Regions from separate parts of the Sus scrofa genome. Here region 1 is linked to region 2. Evidence: chromatin contacts called from public HiChIP or PLAC-seq data. All regions are on one chromosome and are shown on one strand. Each heading gives the region's core, a stretch centred on a gene start, on an enhancer-like site or on the middle of the called end of the contact. The rest is flanking DNA. Distances are from core to core; before and after follow the strand shown. Region 1 holds the start of PODN (podocan). Region 2 has its middle 4.3 kb from the start of CPT2.

The links. HiChIP or PLAC-seq counts read pairs in DNA pulled down with a chosen protein or histone mark.
Region 1: an H3K27ac HiChIP or PLAC-seq map of skeletal muscle shows a contact between it and region 2, with 3 times the contacts expected there. The contact joins the promoter of PODN here to the enhancer-like site in region 2. A contact is called at or near these places in 2 of 5 promoter capture datasets (fetal skeletal muscle and liver), 4 of 47 Hi-C or Micro-C datasets (adipose tissue, heart right ventricle, liver and 1 more) and 1 of 2 datasets of contacts at active chromatin or transcription factors (skeletal muscle).

What each region holds. Positions count from the first base shown.
Region 1 is chr6:159,176,361-159,182,616 of Sscrofa11.1, forward strand. PODN (podocan) reads right to left here and starts at 3,096. Exons shown (of 12, transcript XM_013999375.2): 1 at 2,802-3,096; 2 at 2,297-2,353.
Region 2 is chr6:159,062,616-159,068,662 of Sscrofa11.1, forward strand. It overlaps the pseudogene LOC102164720. Among named protein-coding and RNA genes, the nearest start is that of CPT2, 4.3 kb to the left of the region's middle. Within about 2 kb of position 2,791, at least 16 of the 83 cell types and tissues checked have an H3K27ac peak or open chromatin away from gene starts, as enhancers often do. A contact at or near this core is called in adipose tissue, liver and skeletal muscle, where this site is marked.

The DNA.
Region 1 (6,256 bases), core at 1,846-4,345, 110 kb after region 2:
TCCTAAAAAATTGTATATTACACACGTGGCTTGCTTTTGTGGCTCATTTTATGCTTCTATTGGACAGGGCTGGTCTAGACATTATGCGTAAATTGTATTATAATCCCAGTGTCATCGGAGCTATGATAGAGGGAATCTAGAATCCATAGGGGCCCAGAGGAGACCTAACTGTGCCTGAGGCCAAGAAAACTTCCCAGGAAAAGTGATGCCTTATCTAACCATGAAGCATAAGTATCAGACAAAAGAGGGTCAGCATGTGTAAAGGCCCAGGGGCAGGAGGAAAGCCCCTGTGACCTCTACAAAGCTCACTAGACCATCCAGTGGGGATCGGGACAGGGAGAGATGCAAGTGGGCAGTGGCCACAGTCCAGGCCAAGAAAGAACTTGAAAGCCAGGTTAGGGAGAGTGACCCTTAGGAGAGATGAGAAGCCACTGAAGAGCCAGAGTGTGGCACAGAGAGGTTTATGGATGGGCCAGTGGGGAGCTCCCAGAGGCTGTGCAGTGGTGCAGACAAGGGATAATAATGCTGGGTGAGAGGGGCAGCTGAGTCTGCAGCGGGTTGTTCCGATCCTGACTGCTGTGTGAGCCCGGCTGAGTCATGTCACTGCTCTGAGCCCCTGTTTACCAGTCTAGGTAATGGAGACGGGAGCTCCTCCCGAGGATTAAATCAATGACATGTCCAGCAGACACTGGCACCCAGCAAAGTGCAACATACTTGGGGTTACTGTTACTGAGGAAGTACCTGGGATCCCCTGTCCCCTCCCCAACCCTGGGGAACCAAAGCTCAAGGCCCTGAACGGCTTAAGTGGCAGGAGAGGATTAAGGCAGGACTGGAAGAAGGAAGGGCGAGGGAGATCCGAATCAGGAGGCAGAGCCTCAGCCCCCAGCACCACCTTCCTCCCACACTTAAACTCAGTAAAGATCCGCTGATCACCTGCTCTGGGCTGAGCCCTGAATAGCTGCATCTTATTCACTATAACAGAAGACCCAAGACTAAGAGTTGGTCTTTCTACTTTGCAGGTGAGGAAAGTCAAGCACAAAGAGGCTCCCCATCCCCAGCAAGCTCCTATTCAAACGTTCCTGTTCCAGGAAACCGCTCCAGCCCCCTGGGCTGGCTTAGGGAGTTCCTTAGTCCTCCCACAGCACCCTTCAAGGCTCAGCTGAGCCTTCTTTGACTCCCCAGGCAAGGAGCAGGTGTTCAGGCCAGGTTGGCCAAATGAAGGAATATATTTGGGAAAAGCAGGGTTGGAAATGATCTCCATTATTTTCTGGTCGGATTCCCTCAGTTTGCAGATCAGGACTTTAAAGGCAAGGCCAGGATTAGAATCTGTGTCTTCTGACTCCTGCTCAGAGCCTTGGCCGGGTGTTGAAGGCTGGGGAGGAGTTCTCCAGGTGAACAAAGGGAGGAAAGGCACTCAGGGCAGAGGGCAGGGCCTGAGTGGAGGCCCAGCGATCGGAGGCTGGAAGAGGGAGGTGGGTTTAAGGCCCGACAAACAGGGGGCAGAGGTGCACGTCTGGGGGGCATCAGCCATTAGGCTAGGGGACTGATGATAGGGAACTATCAAGGGTTCTAAGCAGATCACAGTCAGAGCCCTTACGGCCGACTCTACCAGGCCTAAAGGTGCCACCTGGTAGTCACACCTGTCCCAAGATTCAGATAAAAGGGGCAAAGTATGCTCCCACAAGATTGCATGAAAGCATTCAAGTGAACCTGACATTTCTTAACTTGCATTCTAATTGAGAATAGGCTGGGCCCTGAGTCCTAAAAGCGGAGGCTTCCGTGGTGCCTCCTGCAGCTGGGTCCACCACCGCTTAGCCTTCCCCCGCCAGTCCAAAGTTGAACGGCAGGGGGTCAGGTTGCATGGTCCTCCCAGCAAGCGCCCGGCGCACATCCCTCTGTACCTCCCGGACCCTGAGAGCGCACGCTTGTTTTCTGCTCCTCTCTTGAAGTTCAGGCTGCAGCTGCCTCCCGCCCCACGGCCCCACGGCCCCCCGCCCCAGCCCCCAGGGCCATCAGGAGCTCACCGCCGCTTCCACCTGACGGCGCATCAGGTATTCTAGCACCACGGCGGTTCACGGACCTGCAACCGGGGGGCTTCGACCGCATTCGCCAGAGCGCTCCGGCCTCGCTGCCCGCGCTCCGGGGCCACCCTCCTGCCCCCTCCTCAGCCCTGCTGTCCCAACAGGGAGGCAGCTGGAGAGACGGACAAACGGACACCGGGCGCCGGCTGAGAGCTGTGCTCAGCGAGGGCGCGGCATGGGCCCGAGGAGCCCAGCCCCGAGCGGCTCCGCCTCACCTGTGCGCGCGTCCCGGGGGCAGATCTCAGCTTCTCTCTAGGCCTCAGTTTCTCTGTCTGTAAAGAGGTCGAAGGGTGGGCTAGCTGGAAGGAGCTGACGTGGAAAGGCATGGGCATACGCTGAGCCCAGGCCCCAAGCACAGGGGTCCTCGCCCTTCCCCGGTTCCACCTGCCCCCCACATTCCCTGTCTGCCCGCATCCTTCCACCCGCCCCCCCACCATCCGCCCTCAGATTCTTTCCAGATGTGCGCAGCAGGAGGGGCCCGGGGCTGGGACCAGCCTTTGGCCGAAGAACAGGCCCCTGCCGGGTAGGCATCGCGGAGGGGCGCGCCCCGGAGGAAGAGCTCTCCGGACGTGCCCTCCAAGTGTAAGGCTCCAGCGGAGGGGGCGAGGTGCGCGGCCCCGCCCGGGCCAGCCGCTGGGGCGATCCGGACCAGGCGGGAAGTCCGATCGCTCCTCAGCTCGGCCCGGGCCCTCAGCCCACCCGGCCTCCCGTGCCCGGTACCTGCTGCGCTCCGGCGCCGCGCCGCTCCCTGCCAGCAGACCGCGTTCTTCCGAGTCGCCTCTGCGCTCCGCGGGCGCGGGCTCCTGCCATTCAAGTCGAGCCGTGCTCTCGGCGACGCAAGTTTTGTTGTGGGTTTTCTCCTCCCCGCCTCCCCCTCGCCCCCCCCGCGCGTGCATCTGCTGGACGCCGGCCTCTTCTGGACACAGGCGTAGGGTCCCCGCAGGCGCGGGCAGCGGAGGGCCTGCCCCTCCCCGCGCTGGACTGGGCCGAGCCCCACTTCCCCGGGAGGCAGAGCCGCCGCGCGGACCCCTCACCCCGCTCTCTGCTCCGAGGGGCCGCCGTACCACGCCCCCCACCCCCACCCCGGGAGACTGGGGAGGCGGGGTGTCTAGTCCGAAGCGCTTCCTCGTTCCCAGCCTTCCGAAGTGGAATGGGACCCCCTCGAGGCCCCAGCACCTGAAAGGAGGGCCGGGCAGAGGGCCCCCCTTCCACCAAGTGCCTCTGAGCTGTTTCTTCCTCCCGACAGAGGGTTTTGCAACCGCTCCAGGCATGAGTACCTATCGGTTCACTCTCCCATCCAGGGGTCCTAAGCCTTGGCTAACGGGCTGCCCGCCAAGACCCTCCCGGGCCCCTTCCCGGAAAAGTTCTCGGCACGCACCGGCCCTGCCACGTTGGCCCTGGGCCCACAGCCTGGTGAGCCTTGAAGGGCGATAAATTGGGCTGGGAGCAGGGTGCATGCGGATCCCAGTCGCAAGGAGACAAGGGCGGGGAGGGAGGTGAACGGTGAGCCCTGTCCTGCTCTCAGGAGCTGAAAATGTTTCCAAGTAAAGGCGCATTAACTACGAGCAGCTGAAGCAACACCGGTTGGCGCCAGGGTCTTGGGAGATAGAATGCGGTCTGGCTGGGTTTAGGTGGTACTTGGCACCTCCACTGCCCAGCAAGGCTCTCCTCCGTACCCGCTGTGGCCCGTGGGCAGAGCATCCACGGCTACCTTAGCCGGCTGCCCTCCTGCTAGAGCGGGAAAAGGATAAATAACTCAAACTTGGAACTCCTTGTTCAACTTGAATTACCAGGGCCCTGAATGAATGAATGGCTCATGCAAAGGCTCTGGGCCTTTCACAGGCTTGGGTTGCCGCATCCTGATTTACTCTCTCATCTTCACGTCACTCTCTGATCTTCGCAACCCTGCAAGAGAAGAAGGCCTGTTGCCTCCATTCACAGGTGAGGAGACAGCCTTAGGAGGGACAAGTGACAGAGTAAAATGGCCAGGTTTACCCTTCGCCACAGCCCACATTCTTTCCATGATGGAGTCAGGCAGCTAACTGGAGCAGGCAAATGCAAAAGCCTGGATTTGAACCCAGGATCATCTGTTTCCATTACATCAAGAACTCAAGAACTCAAGAATGGGAAAAAGAAATATTTTGCCTTCTTTGGCCTCCGAGCCCAGTTCTCTCTGCGCTTGAACTTATGAGAATTGGTGTGATTCACAGGACTGGACGGGAGCCAACACAGATACGCATCTTGTGCCTTCTCAACACTGACCCTAGATTCAAGTGGAGCTAGAAGAGTGTCTACTGGCTTGAACACCCATGAACTAAAGAAAACCTTCTAGAAGAACAGGAACCAGCATATATTGCATGCCTACTAAGTGCCAGGCATCATTTTTTTATTTATTTATTGCTTTTTTAGCACTGCACCCGTGACATATGGAGGTTCCCAGGTTGGGGGTCTAATCAGAGCTACAGCTGCCAGCCCACGCCACAGCCACAGCCACGCCAGATCCGAGCCGCGTCTGTGACCTACACCACAGTGCACAACCAGATCCTTAACCCACCGAGCGAGGCCAAGGATCGAACCCACAACCTCATGGTTCCTAGTCGGATTTGTTTCCACTGCGCCATTCCAGGATCTCCAGGCATCATTTTAAATCCTTGAAGATCTGAATCACCCAGCCCTGTGGGGAAGGTATTCTCCAGCCACAGGGCACACCACATCCCCTGCCTGCCCCACCCCACCCCTGTCCCCACCCCCAAAGTAGGCTCTTCTGTGGAATGCCAGACCAGGGCCCACACATGACCTGTGGCACCAGCTAAAATCATCTGTCCGAAGTCTAACGCGCAGGAATCACTTTGAGTGTCTCTGGTGGGAAACGGGGGTCATCGGCGGTCTGGAAGCAGATCCTCTGTCACAGGGGCTATGAAGACAGAGTGAACTTGGCATTTGGGTTTCTTGCATTTGCTTGTGATGATCTGGTTCCTTCACACTGCCGCTCATTTTCAGCCCCCATTTAACATTACTGTAGTGCATGGTGTCGCGCACAGGCTTTGGACTTAGATTTGGGTTCAAATCCCAGCCAGGTTCAAATGAAGGTAAGTATTACTTACACTTCACAGACTGTCTAAATTAAATGAGAAGCTGAATGTGCAGGACTCTGCACAGCACCTGGCACAAGGTAACTGCTCGATAAATGACGGCTGCTATTATTACAAAACTGTCACCAAGATCTGATGAAACATCCAGAAAACATTATTAAAGCAGAGATGACAAGCGGCAAGAATGAAAGAGAAACCTCCACATTGCCCCAGACAAATGCCTTCTAATTCAAAACAGTAAGAAACAAGAAAACTCGAAAGAGGGAAGGAATAAAGACATGGACATGGACAGAGGGAGAGGCGGGGTGAAGGACACGGAAGCTCTCAAGGGGGGGTTAATAAGGAAAAACGGGAGATAAACACGGGGAGATGAGGTGAGGTTATATGGCATCATCAAAGAAAACAGCTCCGTGAAGACCTTTCCTCATTAAATAGCAGCGTCCCAAGCACTGAGCTATGGCAGCAGCTTTGTTCTCTGGACACTTAGGAATCAGATCACATGGCGGTGTTTTGTGTTACGGATTCCATCTGAAGGATCTTGACAAAACACATCAAAGAACAAGCAGGCATCATGGAAAGACCACAGGCCAAGTCAGGTGGAGATAAAGTCTCCTGGGCTCCTAGGACATCCCATACAAACTCCTGATGATTGGATGTTTCCGGCTGCATATTACACTTCTCATCTCTTTCCCCCACTGGATTATAAATCCTCCAGGGCAAGAACCTCATCTCACGCTCTAAAATGCTATCACAGTAGTGGGCAGAATGGACCCCTGAGGATGTCCATAGCCTAATCCCCAGAACCTGTGAATAGTTACCTTCTACGACAAAAAGGGACTTCAAAGATGTGCTTAAGGTCGGAGGTTATCCTGGCCTAACCAGGTGGTTCTAGGAGAGCCGAGGCAGAAGGGGAGACCCGAGAGATCTGAAATGTGAGGACTCGACTAGCTTTGGAGATGAAGGGAGCACAGGCGGCCTCGACGGCTGAGGACCACCCCAGGCTGCCAGCAAGGATGTGGGTCTCCAGTCCCACAGCAGCGTGTGACTGAACTCTGCCGACACCCTGCAGCAGATTCTGCCCCC
Region 2 (6,047 bases), core at 1,541-4,040:
TGATGGTTGTCGTTACCAGTCAAGTTTGCCCAGCAGGAGGGTTTTGACGTTTCTGTGATTAGCTCCGCACAGCTGCCCTGCTGGCTCCCCTGAACCAGTATTAGAGAAAATGTGTGCAGAAGCCAGAAACCATGGCGTCTCCCATCCAGCCACCGCTTCTGAGCAGAAAGCCCTTTTAGAGAAGGATCCCTTCTGCGCGACCATCTTTTCACCTTGAATTTTTCCAAGGACTGGAAGCTCTGCCTCTGGCCCTAGGGAGCCTTCCATGCTCAGGGGACCATGTGAGACTGCCCGTCCCCAGATCACCTCCAAGATTCCTTCCAACTCCAGACTCTAAGATTTATAGCCGAAATGCGGCCGCTGTACACAATCTCTAAGATTGTGTTAAAGTCTTGGAGACAGAATTTGGAGGAAGAGAAAGAAGAGCTTTATTGCTTTGCCAGGCAAAGGAGGACACAGTAGGCGAAAGCCTCAAAACTGTGTCCTGTCCTGAGAAAGGATAGCAAGGGGTTTTGTAGGTTTAGCTCGGAAGACAAGGTTCTTGATGAAGGCATCTATGTTATTTTTCATCCATAGATCATTTCAGAGTCGTCAAGGCCAGCACGGGTGCGTCTGGTGATGGTTTCTGGTTGTCCTCAGAGTTATCCTTCCTTGCTTGTCTCTCTGGGATGAAGGTTGCTGACAGGGAAGGGGTGTTAGGGGGTGTTTCAATTACAAAAGAAAACACGAGGTGCAATATTACTAACTAGCAAGTGACTAACTAGCAAGTAACCATTAGTAAAGGTGAAATATTACTAACTAGCAAATTACTAACTAGTAAGTAACCATTAGTAAAAATAGCAATTAAGCAAGGAAGAGATCATTGGTGAAAACCCAGACCCTAAGTGCAACATAACTCTAACTAGAAAGTAAACATTGAAAAAAAAAAAGAAGAAGAAAGGAGTTCCTGTTGTGGCTCAGTGGTTAACGAATCTGACTAGGAACCATGAGGTTGTGGGTTCGATCCCTGGCCTTGCTCAGCGGGTTAAGGATCTGACGTTGCCGAGACCTGTGGTGTAGACTGCAGATGCGGCTCGGATCCTGCATTGCTGTGGCCCTGGCATAGGTTAGTGGCTCGAGTTCCAATTCGACCCGTAGCCTGGGAACCTCCATATGCCGCAGGAGTGGCCCAAGAAATGGCAAAAGAAAAAAAAAAGTAAACATTAGTGATAAGTTAGTGTGTGAAGGCAGGACATAGCAAAATAGAGACTGTTTTAGCTAGTTTTTAGCTGTACCTGTATTTCCTCGTCATGAACGCTTGAGTCAGCCTTTTGTGACTGGCGGGGAGGCCTGGGAGGCTAAAGGAAAGGGCTTTTATTTCAAAACACAAAGATTTAGGGTCTGGTACACGATTTCAAGATTATACAGCGTGAACAGAGATTCATCATCCTTACTCATCACAAAACCATCCCACTGCAATCTCATTCCTGCTTTCAGCTGCAGCTGAAGGATCAAGTAGGCTCTGCTCCCATTTTACAGAAGAAAAAAGAGAGGTACAAGAAACAAAATCGTGCTGTCTGGCATGAGACACAGAATCCCATTCCAGGAACACGGTGTTCCCCCAGCTTCAGCTCTCACTCCTGGCTCTGGGAGTGAGAGGTGGCCCAGGACAGTGGCTCTGTCCCATGGCTGACCAAGCAGAGCCGGAGCTCACGGCAAAGAGCCCTGGACGGACGGTCGAGAGACCTGAGTTTTGGTCTCAGCTCTGCCCTTATCTAATGAGGTGACCCCTAGTTCAACAGGAATATCACTCATCAGCCCACACACGCATTCAGTGACTACAAATCCCTAAGAAAATTTTTTTTTTGGAAAGAAAACCACTTTATTCGAATTCATTCACAAACAATAACATCAGAAAGCATATTTAAGAGGCCACACAAACATCTGCCCAGCCCCAAACTCAACACCACCTCAAAGTGTGAGACTGTGGAAAGACCACGCTCTTCCACGGCAGTTCAGAAACACGAAAGCTCTTAGTGAAAGAGGAGAGGTTTAACTTTGATTTCACACGTATTATCTTCACTATCACATTTTGATGCTAACTAAATCAATTAGGTCATGAGGGATGATTTTTGTGTCTTCAACGGAGCTTTTATTTATTTATTTTTTATTGCTTTTTTGCTTTTTAGAGCCACACCCATGGCATATGGAGGTTCCCAAGCTAGGGGTCCAATCGGAGCTATAGCTGCTGGCCTGCACCACAGACACAGCAACTTGGTATCGGAGCCATGTATGCGACCTACACCACAGCTCATGGCAACGCCAGATCCTTAACCCACTGAGTGAGGCCAGGAATCGAACCCTCAACCTCATGGTTCCTAGTCAGATTTGTTTCCGCTGCACCACGACGGGAACTCCATCAATGGAGCGTCTTGATTAAGCTAATCCATTTGCCCTTCTGCACTGTTTCGGCACCTCGATGAAACTCTCACAAAGCTTAAGGGCACCCTGGTGACCAAAAACTGTTTCACCTCATAGAAGCATGGGCCAATCTCCTGCTGCTGTGCCAGCTGGGGTCCCTGAGGCTCCTGGGGCTCAGCATTTCTTCCTCCACTGAAGCCCCGAGGGATGGCATGACCTATCATGCGGCCGAGGGCAGAGCCCACAGATGCACCAGTTGCAGGGGTTGCCATCTGGGCCATCGGATCTGGCTGCCAAGGTGCAGCAGCAGGGGAGCCATTAGCAGATGGTGGAGCTGGCCTGGGTGCAGCTCGCATCTCAGGTGCCCGGCTGGCAGGAGGGGCCATGTGGGAAGTGCGGCTTTGGCTTCCAGGAGGCGTCCTCACTGCACAACAACCGGGAGCCTGGAAGAGTGAGACTCAGAGGAGACCCTGGCGGCTTCTGCAGAGAGCCAAATCCCTGAGCATTCAACATGAAACTAAAAATACTGCATATCTGAACCTTTTCCCTGGAGGGGACAACAGACTGAGCTGACCCAAGTCTAAAACAGCAATGCCATTTTGTCTGTAGTGTGTAGGGCCTGCGGGAGAGTATCCAACCCTTTCTGAAGCAGCTCCCTCCAGATCCAGGCAGTTTCCAAAGCCTCACAACCTGAGGCAAACATCAGCAACCGCGCGCGGAGAGCTAAGGACCAGAGAACCTGCAGGAAACAGTGCACCCAGTCGAACAGCAGTAGTTCAATTCTAGAGACCGAGGGCCAAGGGGTAGCGCCCATCTAGTCTAAGAGCTGAACAGGGGGTCAAAAGCCTGCGGGGAGGTGCACGGCGGGCAGTGACAAATCTAAGCCCTCGGCTCAGAAGCTTCCCCTTGGCAATCCAAGTAAAGCGTGAACGGTGTTTATGTTCTCGCCACACGGCGGCGCCACTGTAGCCGGTAAACAGAACTCCGCCTGGTCTCCCCAGTGTTGCCTGAACCAAACTGTGGTTTACACGCTCCAGACTAGCCTTGAGTACTTGTGATGGCTTTTATTTCGCTTTTGTGTTCTAAAATCTCTTTAAATCGCTTATAATAACGTCATTCAAACATTCCATAAGCGGTGATGCTGCTGAGTGTGCTGAAAAACGCGTGAAAATCAGTTCCGATGGAAAGGAGGTCAGCTGTGATAAAACCCCAGGGAGAGACTCTGCTGTTCGGTTTGTGGAGAGCAAGTCATAAAATACCAATGACAATAATCGTCTATAGAAAGAAAAAGTATGCTCCAGAGGCTAGAGACTGATTTTTCCTGGAATGCCTTTCCCTAAGAAATATTCCTAAGGGAAAATGAGCACTGAATGATGAGCTCTTGGCTTCCTACCCTGGGATCTGTTTATCCAGGGTCCTCAGCCATATGCTGGGGGATCCCTAATGACCGAACTAAGCTGCTGTTTGTTTAGCAGTTAGGGCCGTGGACTCAGGAGTGAGACAATCTGGGTTCCAGTCCTGCTCTATCACTTCCCAAAGTGTGATCCTGGGTGAGCCCTAACTCTGCACTGTCCCTTCATCTGTAAAATGGGCACATGGCAGTGCCCAGCTCATAGCGTTGCAGTGTGAGGGCTAAATGGAGATAATCTAGTCGAGGTTTAGCACAGTGCCGGGCGGGGGGCGGGGGGGGGGGCTGCAGAGTAAGTGCGCATGCGTGTTAGCCATCCCACCTCTCCTCAGCATCGCATTATCCCATTATCCTTTCTCCGGGCTGTGCTGAACTCCCAGGGGATGGAGAGTTCCCACCATTCAGAGGATGCTGTCCCCTTCATCTCTCTTCATATCTGACATGTGCTTGTCCTGGAAAATCAGTATGTTATTCAGTTCTTTGCCAATCTCATTTTGAAAGCCGTGGGAAAACTTCTGAGAGTTTTTGACCTTGTAAAAAAGGCTTTTATAGCCCTGTGACTCAAAGCTGGCAGGATGTTGGCAGAGCCCTTGGGGACTGCTCCCTCTCCTTTGCCATGTCCACCCCTCCTTCTCTGGGATTCTCTGACCACCTCCTCACTTCCCTGGAGCCGTCCCAAGGACTTGCTACCCAAGGAGCCAGCCCAGAGTTCTCCCCACCCCTCCATCAGATCTCAGAGCTCTGGGCTCCCTCAGGGACCCCCTCCTCCTCTCTGGAGGACCTCTTGTCATTTGGGGGGAACAGGGTATTTGAGGGATGAGTAAAAGGATGATAAAGGCTAGAAGGCGATTGCAAAGTTCTCACTCTCCTTGGGGTGGCATTTAAGTGGTAAGATTTGAGGCTCAGCTTTGAGGGCTGGGGGTAGATGTTGCTTCTGATTGGGAGCCCCTGACCTGGGGTTGCTCAGGTCACTCAGAAGGGGACAAGCAGGAGGCTGACTCCATAGAGCTGCACCTCTGTCTCCTTATGCATTTTAGCTACCAAACAGCACTTTAAAAACAATCTATTGGTGGGAGTTCCCATCGTGGCGTGGTAGTTAATGAATCCAACTAGGAACCATGAGGTTGCAGGTTCGATCCCTGGCCTAGCTCAGTGGGTTAAGGATCTGGCATTGCTGTGAGCTGTGGTGTAGGTCGCAGACGAGGCTCGGATCCCGAGTTGCTGTGACTGTGGCGTAGGCCGGCAGCTACAGCTCCAATTAGACCCCTAGCCTGGGAACCTCCATATGCCACGGGAGTGGCCCTAGAAAAGGCAAAAAGACAAAAAAAACCCAAAAAACCCCACAATCTATTGGAGTTCCCATCATGGCTCAGCAGTAACAACCCAACTAGTATCCATGAGGATGCAGGTTCAATCCCTGGCTCACTGAGTGGGTTAAGGATCTGGCGTTGCTGTGGCTGTGTCATAGGCCAGCAGCTACAGCTCCAATTTGACCCCTAGCCTGGGAACTTCCATATGCTGTGTGTGTGGCCCTAAAAACAAAACAAAACAAAAAAACCCCACAAATCTGTTAATTCCCTTCTCCAATACATATACACACAGAGCTTGGTGTATAAACAAGGGAGGGGAAGGTCACATTGTGGTTCAGCGGGTTAAGAACCTGACATAGAGTCCGTGAGGATGGGGTTTGATCTCTGGCCTTGCTCAGTGGGTTAAGGATCCCTGGCCTGCTGTGAGCTGCAGCAAAGATTGCAGATGCAGCCTGGATCTGGCATGGCTGTGGCTGTGGTGTAGGCCAGCAGCTCTGATTCAGCCCCTAGCCTGGGAACCTCCATAGGTTGCAAGTGTAGCCCTAAACAAACAGACAAACAAAGAACAAGGGAGGGGCCTCAGGGAGGGCTTTTGGGGGAAAAGGCGTGACAGGAGATACAGCTTCCCCTCCCAGTGGTCTAGGCCCGGGGGGCTGGCTCGGATAATGCTGGATAATGCTCCGGAAAGGACCCTGGAGACTGCTCTTAACTCCATCACAAAGTTGCTGCGTGGCCTTGAAAATGAGGCCGCTTTCGGCCTCCTTTTGGAAAGTGAGGGGGTCTGGCGGCACAGTCTCTGCCATCCCGGATGAGGGTTCCCTCTCCTGATGCTGTCACGTCCCCTCTGCCACCTCGCATACAGTCCCTGAGCCATACAGTTTCCCTCTTCCACAGCTCCTCACACCAAGCCCAGCACCAAGTAGTGCTTG